2 separate regions of the Neogale vison genome follow, and region 1 is linked to region 2. A link is a contact called in public Hi-C data. All regions are on one chromosome and are shown on one strand. The core of a region is the stretch at or near the end of the contact, and the rest is flanking DNA. Distances in the headings are between cores, read along the strand shown.

Region 1 (4,141 bases), core at 578-3,077, 130 kb before region 2:
TAATTTCTTTTCCTTCCCATCTCCTATGCCCTGGGCTCTCTTTCGAACTCTACTGAACAGAAAAGATTGGACGGCCTTGGGGGAAGAGCTGGTGGGGGAGGGTGGGAGACCACGCTCTCCTGAGGCTTCAGCACCCTGAGCTCACTTGTGGCCCCCTTACCCTCTCAAAGTCTCTCCCCCACCTGCCCCAGGTCCTTCCTCTCTACCTGGCCTACCAGTACTTGAGCCTATCTTGAGGTTTATTTATTTATTTTTATTTATTACAAAAAAAAAAAAAAAATTAGTGATCATCACACCCAATGTGGGGCTTGAACTCACAACCCCAAGATCAAGAGTCACACGCTCTTCCAACTGAGCCAGCCAGGTGCCCCTGGAGCCTATTGCTTTGATGGACCACTAAGTTTGTTCTTCCATCCATCCATCCACTCATCCAGTGCTTAGTGAACGTCTCTGTAGGCCAGCCCCTGTTCTCTGGCACAAGGATGGCAAAGCAAACCTCAACGACATGGCCCTTCCCTCCAGAAGCTCACACCTGGTCTGCAAAAGGGCCTTGCTGAAATGGTGTTTAAGCCCTTCCCTTTCCTGTCCCCCAGCCGTGCACCACCCCTTCTGCCCTCAGTGCCGCGCTGCAGCATAACTGAGTCCCAAAATGCCCAGCCACGTGGCCCCATAGTTGGCGGGCACCAGCCACCCATTCACGTGGAATTCCCTTCCTCAGCTCTTCAGTAGCTGCTCCCACACTGCACTGGTGGGGGTTGGGGCTCCCTTCTGCAAGGGGTGTCCTAAATCCAAGCTAGTCAGCCCTAGTGATTATAGAGGACACATCTCCAGCCCTAACCGGCCTCCCTTTGTTTCCCCTCATCTGCTCTGATACCAGAGCTCCACCAGGCAAGTCAAGGCCGTGTTCCAAGGCTACCCTCAGCTGTGTAGAGCTCAGAACTGGTTTCTTCCACCAAAACATGCTCACAGCCCTCCCTTCACATCAGCTCACTGGTCCTTCCCCTGAGAGCTCACACCTCTCTAGGGCCCTTGGCCCTTGAGTTCTGGGCCTCAAGGGGCTCTCTCTGGCTGGATCTGATGTCTCCCAGGCCGCAGAGGAACCACTGCCTTTCTGATTTAGACTCTGAGACTCTTAAGCTGATTTGGCAGGACTGGGAAGGGGAGTGAGCACCCTGGCCCTGGAGGCTGGACAGAGCCCCTCACCTGTGTTATTCAAGGCCCACTTTCTTGTCTGTATTTCCCTTCAGCCTGCCCCTGAGCCAGGTACGAGTCCTCCCCCCCAACCCATCCTGCTCTAGGAGGTTGCTCTGGGACTGTGGACTGTGTTGCCAGGCTGAGTCCCCTCCATGACCAGGAGAGGAGTTCTGCCTTCCCCACCACCCTCTCCTGACCTGGGACCCCTCCTCCCCATCTCCCCACACTCAGTGGGAGGCCTGGAGAGTCAGTCCCCAGGCGAGTTACAGGAGAAAACAAAGCCTACACCAAGTAAATGACAAATCTAGAGGAAATTGCTCTTAATCCCCACACCACAGCCTGATGATGCCGGCCAAGCACAAGCCTGAGTCATCCTAGAAATGGCACCGACATTTGCTTTTTGGAATTTGTTTTGTCTCTGAGCTTTAGATTTAATCATTCTCTCTCTCTCTCTCTTTCTCCCCCTCCCTCCCTCTGCCCCTTGCTCTCCGTTTTCTAATATGAGGCTGCACCGCCAGCTCATCCAAGTCTGTTTTCCTGGCATTAATTAACACAGCTCTCCAGCCTCCAACAGGCTAAATGATGAATCAGGTTAAATTCCAGACAACAGCCGCACACCGCCATCAATTAGCCATCTCTGGGGCAGCTTCATTAATAAGCATCGATCATGGCCCTCCTCCCTGAACACGCCAGGGTCTCTGGGTCATAGAAAGTGCCCATGAGTGTGTCAGGCTTAGGTATGAGTGTGATGGTGTGTGTGTAAGGGCTGGAGAGCGTGAAGGGGGGTGGACAAGTGAATGGGTGTGCAAGAATGTGGATGTGTGAGAAGTGGGTGACTGGGAGTGAGAGGTACAGGTGTGAGGGGACTTGTATGTGTGTACAAGTAAGTGTATGCAGTGTGAGGGGCTGACTGTGGTGTGTACATAAGGTGTGTGATGCGTGTGTTGTGTGAGATGAGGTATATGTGGAGTCGGGTGTGTGTAGGGTGAGGGTATGTGAGGTGGGGTCCTGAAGTGCGTGGGTTTGTTCTCCATGCGGTGCTGGATCCCCCCACTGCCCCACCCCCAACCTGTCTCCACTGAGCCGCCTTCTGCTTCTCTTCCCAATTCCACACCTCTGTGGGTTCTCCCACATGCGGCTGGCCCCTTCCCCTCTCCTCTCTCTCCCATCTGAGACTTTCCCATCCCCTTCTCTTCAACTTGCACACTCCTGGAGACAACTCCAAATCCCCCACCACATCCCTACCCTCTTTCCCTGTCACATTCTAGATCCCCTTGTTCATTCTCCCTTGGCTGTCCCATAGGCACACGAGATCTCCAGCCCAAAGCCTGAGTCCCTCGGTGGGTTGTCTGGCTTTATGAATGTCATTGCCACCACCCATGGCCAGGCTCACACCCTCCAGCACCCTCGGATCCCTCAGGTTGGAATCTGACCCTATTTCAGGCACTACCTGGATTGTCCTGGATTTTCCCCTCATCCTGCCTGGTTCCATATTTTTTGCAGGAAGCAGGACACTTCATGAACCATGAACCGCCCAGGACCGTTTTGGGACTCCCCCAGCTCACAGGCTAATAAAGCCCACCTCCTCCAGGGGTAGAGGTCCCCCTCAGTCTCATGGCCACCCACGCCCACGCCTCCCCTGCATCCAGGTCACCCCCTGTGGTCCCTGGAGGCCATGCTCAGTGCGGGGGCTCCCCGCCGGACTGCGCCCCCTAACGGCTGCGTTTGCGGCAATGGCTAACGACCGGGGCGTTTTTCCTTTCCTCTCGGTTCTCCCCAGCGGGTTAGAGCGCGGCCGGCCCCTCCCTACCTCTCCCGCCGCGGGGGTCCCAGTCGGCCACACCTCATTGGGAAGCATTTTCGAAAGCCTGCTTGGGTAGAGGGGGGGTGCTGGAGTCACGCTCAGACGCTTGCGTGGGACGGTGTCCCCAGGGAGCCCGCGGGCCCTGGCGCGTGCACGCCCCTGGGGATGCACGTGGCCTCCCCAGGCGGCTACCAGCCGACCATCTCCTTAAAGGTTAATTAAGAATCTGAAGCCGGACGGCGTGGTGCGGCCGGTGACGGCGGATGCGGCGTCTCTCCAGACCATTAAACACTAATTAGGTTTGGAAAGTCTATCGAGCTCCCGAGATCTCCTCAAGGCAGGCGCTGGCCCCCGGGTGCCCTTCGAAATGCCAGAGCTGTCACCCCCGACGGCCGGGCCGCCCCGCCTGCCGGCCCCGCGACCCCAGGCTTCAGGCCGGGTCCCGCTTCATTTCTCTCCATCTCATTGTCTCCCCCGTGCCCCGGCCGCCCCACGCCCCCGTCCCGCTCTGCAGCTGGCTGGCCCGGGGTGTCGCGCGACGGCCTCTCTCCTGCGTCCCTTTCCGCGCGCCCCGAGTCTCGCCTCCGTCGCGGCCTCCGCGGCCGCGCCCCTACTGGAGCTTCTGTCCCCTTCCTCGCCCGGCTGCCGGCCTTTCCTGAGTCATCCTGGCCTTGGAGCCTCCCGGGTCTGAGCTCTGCCTCACCCTGACAAAGCGCCTGCTCCAGCAGCCTCTGGTCCCCAGACGCCTGCCTCTCTTTCCAGGCCGCTCTTCACGGGGCTCTAACTTCATTCCCTGCTGCCCGGTTCCACACGTGCAGTTGGGACATCTGCTCCCCACAGCATTCGTTCGTCCCCTCACTCAGTGAAAGGATTTTCACTCCCCTCTTGATTGAAACCCTGCCTCTGTCTCAGAGGACCCAAGGGGGAAATGCTTCCGTCTGGGGGCGCCTGCCCCCAGGCCAGGGCAAAAACGCAGGTGAGGGGTCGTTTTCCATCATCCCCACCCCCATCTTTAGCATAAGCAGCTATGTCACAGGGCGAAGGGATTTCCACCCAGTGACAGAAACATGCTCTTGTCTGAATCTAACCAGGAAGAAAGACAGATCGCTCCACCCACTCTCAGTCTCCCAGGCCACGGTGTGG
Region 2 (4,184 bases), core at 1,135-3,634:
TGGGTGGAGACAATAGGCCCTGGGAAGTTTGAGCTTCAATCTTGTCTTTTCTCTATGTCCCTCCACCCCGTTCCCTGCCCACCCACCCCCGAAGGCTGTGCCTTCCCTGAGAATTGTGATGAGGTCTTTGAGGCCACGGGTCTCCCTGTGAGGCCTTTGAAGAAAGAACAAGCATTCCAGGCACTGCAAGGGGACTCCAGGCTATGTTTTAGCTCCACCACTGGCTTCTCCTCACCCCTCCCATCTCCCAACATACATTCACGTTTCTTTTTGTCCTTTCTCCCAAACTTGCCCAACTTGTCTTTGTGATTTCAGAAAAATGCCACTGGATCTCCCAGTATGAAGGATTAGCGCAGATTATGGGGAACAGTGTTAATTATCGGCGGAAGGGGGGCTGGCGCGTCGCTCCAATGTGCTCCTGATTTCCCCTGGGCCTTTCTGCCTGGTAATAAGCCTGCTTTAATCTGGCAGGCCCCTTGGTGAAATCAGCACCACGGACAGTGGTATTGATTGCTTCTGAGAAACCATCACAGCTGCTCAACCAAATTACCTTTGATATGTGACCTTTAATGTAATTACTGCAACATCAAAGTATTTCTATAAATTATTAAAGAACTAATACACTCCATCATTTAGCTATTCTATTATATGTAAAATAAACAACCACAAGTTAATGTTAGATCCTGAACAATCCACACTTGCTACTGAAATTCTCCCAGTCCCCTTTCTCTCCCCCTTCAAAATCCTGAGTGTCTCCCTCCCACCTTCTCTTTCTGTTTCTCCATCTAATTCCCAGCTTTTAGCCATCACAAAACTCCCCGGCAATCTCTCTCAGGCTGATGAAGGGCCTCCCAAAACAATACGGTATTTTCTTCCATTTGGGTGGTTCTAAAATATCTATCACAATCTCCCCCAAAACAAAGTACTATAAACACTTTATTAATCAGCACAAACCTTTCTCAAAGGCTTTGATTATCTTACAATATGGCTTTATGCTTCACACATAACATGGGGCGATGTGGAGCATATTTCTGCCATCTTACAGAGGGCACCCAGAAAGTAATTACTATAATATATGTGCGTGTAGCCGCGCCACTAAAAAACCAACTGGGGAATGGCCACCGTGCCAGAGCTGGGCTCCACACAAAAACCTGTGCGGTGCACGATTTCCATACATTTGCATCCGCGGGTATGTTATTAAGATGACTCAGCCCCGTGCTTTGCAATCACAAGTACCAAAATACAATACAAAGGCTGCCTTAATGGAAGGAAGGCCCTCCCCTCCCCTCAATGGGTAAAGAAGGATCTGTGATGCAAAGGAAAGCTGCCCCGACCCAGGGTTGCATTTTCTGTCTACCTGGTTAACCTTTCCCGCTGTGGGGCAGAAATGGAAACGTGTGTTTACATACGGGTTTGCTCGGTAAGAATGTAAACATGCATGTGTAAACACCGGTGAGCACACACACAGAATACACGTGCTCCCCTGCAGTGTCCATTGTATAAGCTTAACCACGGTATATTTGCAAATTCTTTAAATAATGCCCACCAACACTCACATCTTTCCATTTATCTTTAGATACTCGGTGAGCCGTATATCTACCCCCCCCCCCCATCTCTCTGAACCCACAGGAGAGACCGCGCAGACCCTTGACCCGAGGAACACTTCTTATTTTATGGTGATGAACTAGCCGCGATAATAGCCATGGCTGATATCACACCCAGTTAGGGGGGCCATAAATAATTCTCTTCTCCCCCGCACAGAAGCTATAAACCAGGGCTGAGGCGCGATAGTTTATCAAAGACGAGAGCTGGCTCCTTAAATAAACCGCGGTGATCTCACTTGCGGCGCCGAGCTTGGGGGAGGAGGCGCCCCCTCCCGCCCCGGCCCCCACCCCCGCCCCAGGAACAGTCCGTGTCCGACGTCGATCCGCTGGCGCTCGGGCGGCCCCGTGGGGCCGGCGGAGCCTGCTCCGGGCTCCGGGGACCCAGGGCACCCTGCGTCCCCGCCCCGGCTGCCCGCGCGGGAAGTGCGCGGAGAAGGGACCAGATCGGAGGCGTCGGGAGGGCCAGGGGAGGAGCCGCGCCCCAGCTCCGTGGCCGCGGCCGCGTTCGCCCCCCGCCCGGGATTCCGTCGGGCCTGGACGGCGGGCTGAGGAAGCCGCGGGGCAAGCTCAGAGCGCCCACGCTCCCTTGTCCCGGCCCCGCGCCTCCAGGCTTCTGGGGGCGCCGGGGGCGGCGCGCCAGCTCCGGAGCCGAGGCAGGCGCGCGCCCGGGGCCCACGATCCCCCCCGCCGGCCCCGACGCAGCCCGGCCTCCTGAAGTCGCCCCCTGTCGGCGCGTCGGTCGCTCGCGCCTCGGCGGGCGCCACTTACCCCGGGCAGAGTCTTCTGCTCGTGCAGCGCGCTCTGGGCCTTCAGCGCTGACTCACGCTCGCAGTAGGTGAGGAAAGCGCAGCCTAGGGAGGGAAGCAAGCGCCGAGAAGGGTCAGTGGGGCGCCCCCGGGCCGCCGACGCGCCCTCTCGACCGCCCTCCAGTCTCGGCCCCTCCCCGCTCTGGGTCCCTCTCCCCACCTCTCTCTCTCCTGTGCACTCCACTGGAGCTTTCTTGCCTCTCCGTTTTCTTGTCTGTCTGCTTTTTGTCCCTCGCGTTGCTTTTCAGTTTTGCTCACTCGCCGAAGTCTCCCCACCCTGCATCTTTCCCCCCCGCCACGCCCCCGCCCCCTCACCCCGCGGGTCCCTTCCTGTCCCTGTGCCCCGTGCCTCGGCCTCTCGCTCCCTTCTCTCCCTTCTTCACCCCCCTCCCCCGCTGTTTTGTCTTAGCTCCACACCCAGTACCTCCTGGAAGGGACAGCTCCCAGCCCTCACCCCCCCACTTCTAGTCACATTGCGCCATGAACTCGTTCTGGCCCCTTCCGGAGTGCTGCCGGCTGCTCTATCAGGGATGATGGAAGGACCCTCGAGACCTGCCCCTGCCAAATAAAGTCTCCATCCGTAGGGAGGACCCTAAGCCTGTCTGTACTAATAAAGTGAGTGGGGCTGTCCATGTGTCCTCTGCCACCCCATGTGCAGTGACATCTCCACACCCCTCCAGTTTGAGGGCTTCTTGGGCATATCCAGCCCATCAACGCTCAACAGGAGCTGAGGCCCACTCTTGCTCTGCCTCTAATTCCCTGGGCGACCCTGGTAAATTCCGTCCCCTGTGCGGCCTCAGTCTCCTCGTGTGTGCATTGAGAGGGCTGACCCATTGGGCTCCGCGGTCACTCCAGTATAGTTTTCCCCTTAAGTGACTGACCGTGCCTCACCAGGGAATCTGCATTTTACAGAACAATGTACCTAACTCACGGGGTGACTCTTTCTGCTGGCCCTTCAGGCATGGTGACCAAGCAAAGAGCATGCTTGCTAGTAGGAGAGTCTTTCTGGCAGTTCCCACAAATAGCCAGGTGTCAGGGGCGTCTTCCTCTGCCTGTAGACATGGCTGAGTATGGCTTCTGAGGCCTGTAAGACCTAGGCCATAGGGGAAGTCAAAAAGCCAGCTTTGGCCAACAGAAGGTTTTAGTCTCCTGGGGACCGTCACCTCAAGCTTTCCGAAGCACCCTGCAGCCTGGCCACCTCCCTTGTTTCCCAGGCTTCTTCCCGTCCACTGCCCCTCTTCCTTTGTTCTCACGATCTTCTCCCCTGGTACGCCTTCTTGGCCCATGCTCTCATCTTCCAATCCCACCCTTCTTTCCAGAATCCGATCAAGTTCCCCTGATTCTGAGCAGCCCTTCTTGACCGCTCTGGTCCATCCCCAGACAACCTCACGTCCATCCCAAACCACCCATTCTCTGGCCATTTGTTAACTACTTCCCAGGTGCCTGCTGTGTGCCAGGCTCTGTGGCCTAGGCCCTCTTCCGGTGAGGTCTGCAGGCTGGTGGAGCCTACACCAACTCTCATTACCAGGCTTTCTCTGGCTTGTTGCTCTCCGGGGAACAGAGTGCTCCCAGCATCCTCTGCAGATCTTTTCTCCTCTACCACCTACTGCTGAGGGGGGGTGGCCGGGGGACACAACCCTTCCTTCTCTTCCAGTATAGAAATTGGTCCTGGAATGCCTGGGTGGCTCAGTCCTTAAGCATCTGCCTTCAGCTCAGGTCATGATCCCAGGGTCCTGGGATTGAGCCACACATTGGGCTCCCTACTTGGCGGGAA

Evidence for each region. A called contact is a pair of places that touch in the nucleus more often than the background predicts.
Region 1: a contact with region 2 is called in a Hi-C map of fibroblasts, with 3 times the contacts expected there. The contact joins two enhancer-like sites. A contact is called at or near these places in 2 of 3 Hi-C or Micro-C datasets (fibroblasts and muscle).

What each region holds. Positions count from the first base shown.
Region 1 is chr3:158,891,192-158,895,332 of ASM_NN_V1, reverse strand. The region is part of intron 2 of CELF4 (CUGBP Elav-like family member 4); the gene reads right to left. Among named protein-coding and RNA genes, the nearest start is that of CELF4, 210 kb to the right of the region's middle. Within about 2 kb of position 1,827, the one cell type or tissue checked has open chromatin away from gene starts, as enhancers often do. A contact at or near this core is called in fibroblasts, where this site is marked.
Region 2 is chr3:158,759,476-158,763,659 of ASM_NN_V1, reverse strand. CELF4 (CUGBP Elav-like family member 4) reads right to left here. Exons shown (of 13, transcript XM_044243128.1): 2 at 2,373-2,455. Among named protein-coding and RNA genes, the nearest start is that of CELF4, 77 kb to the right of the region's middle. Within about 2 kb of position 2,384, the one cell type or tissue checked has open chromatin away from gene starts, as enhancers often do. A contact at or near this core is called in fibroblasts, where this site is marked.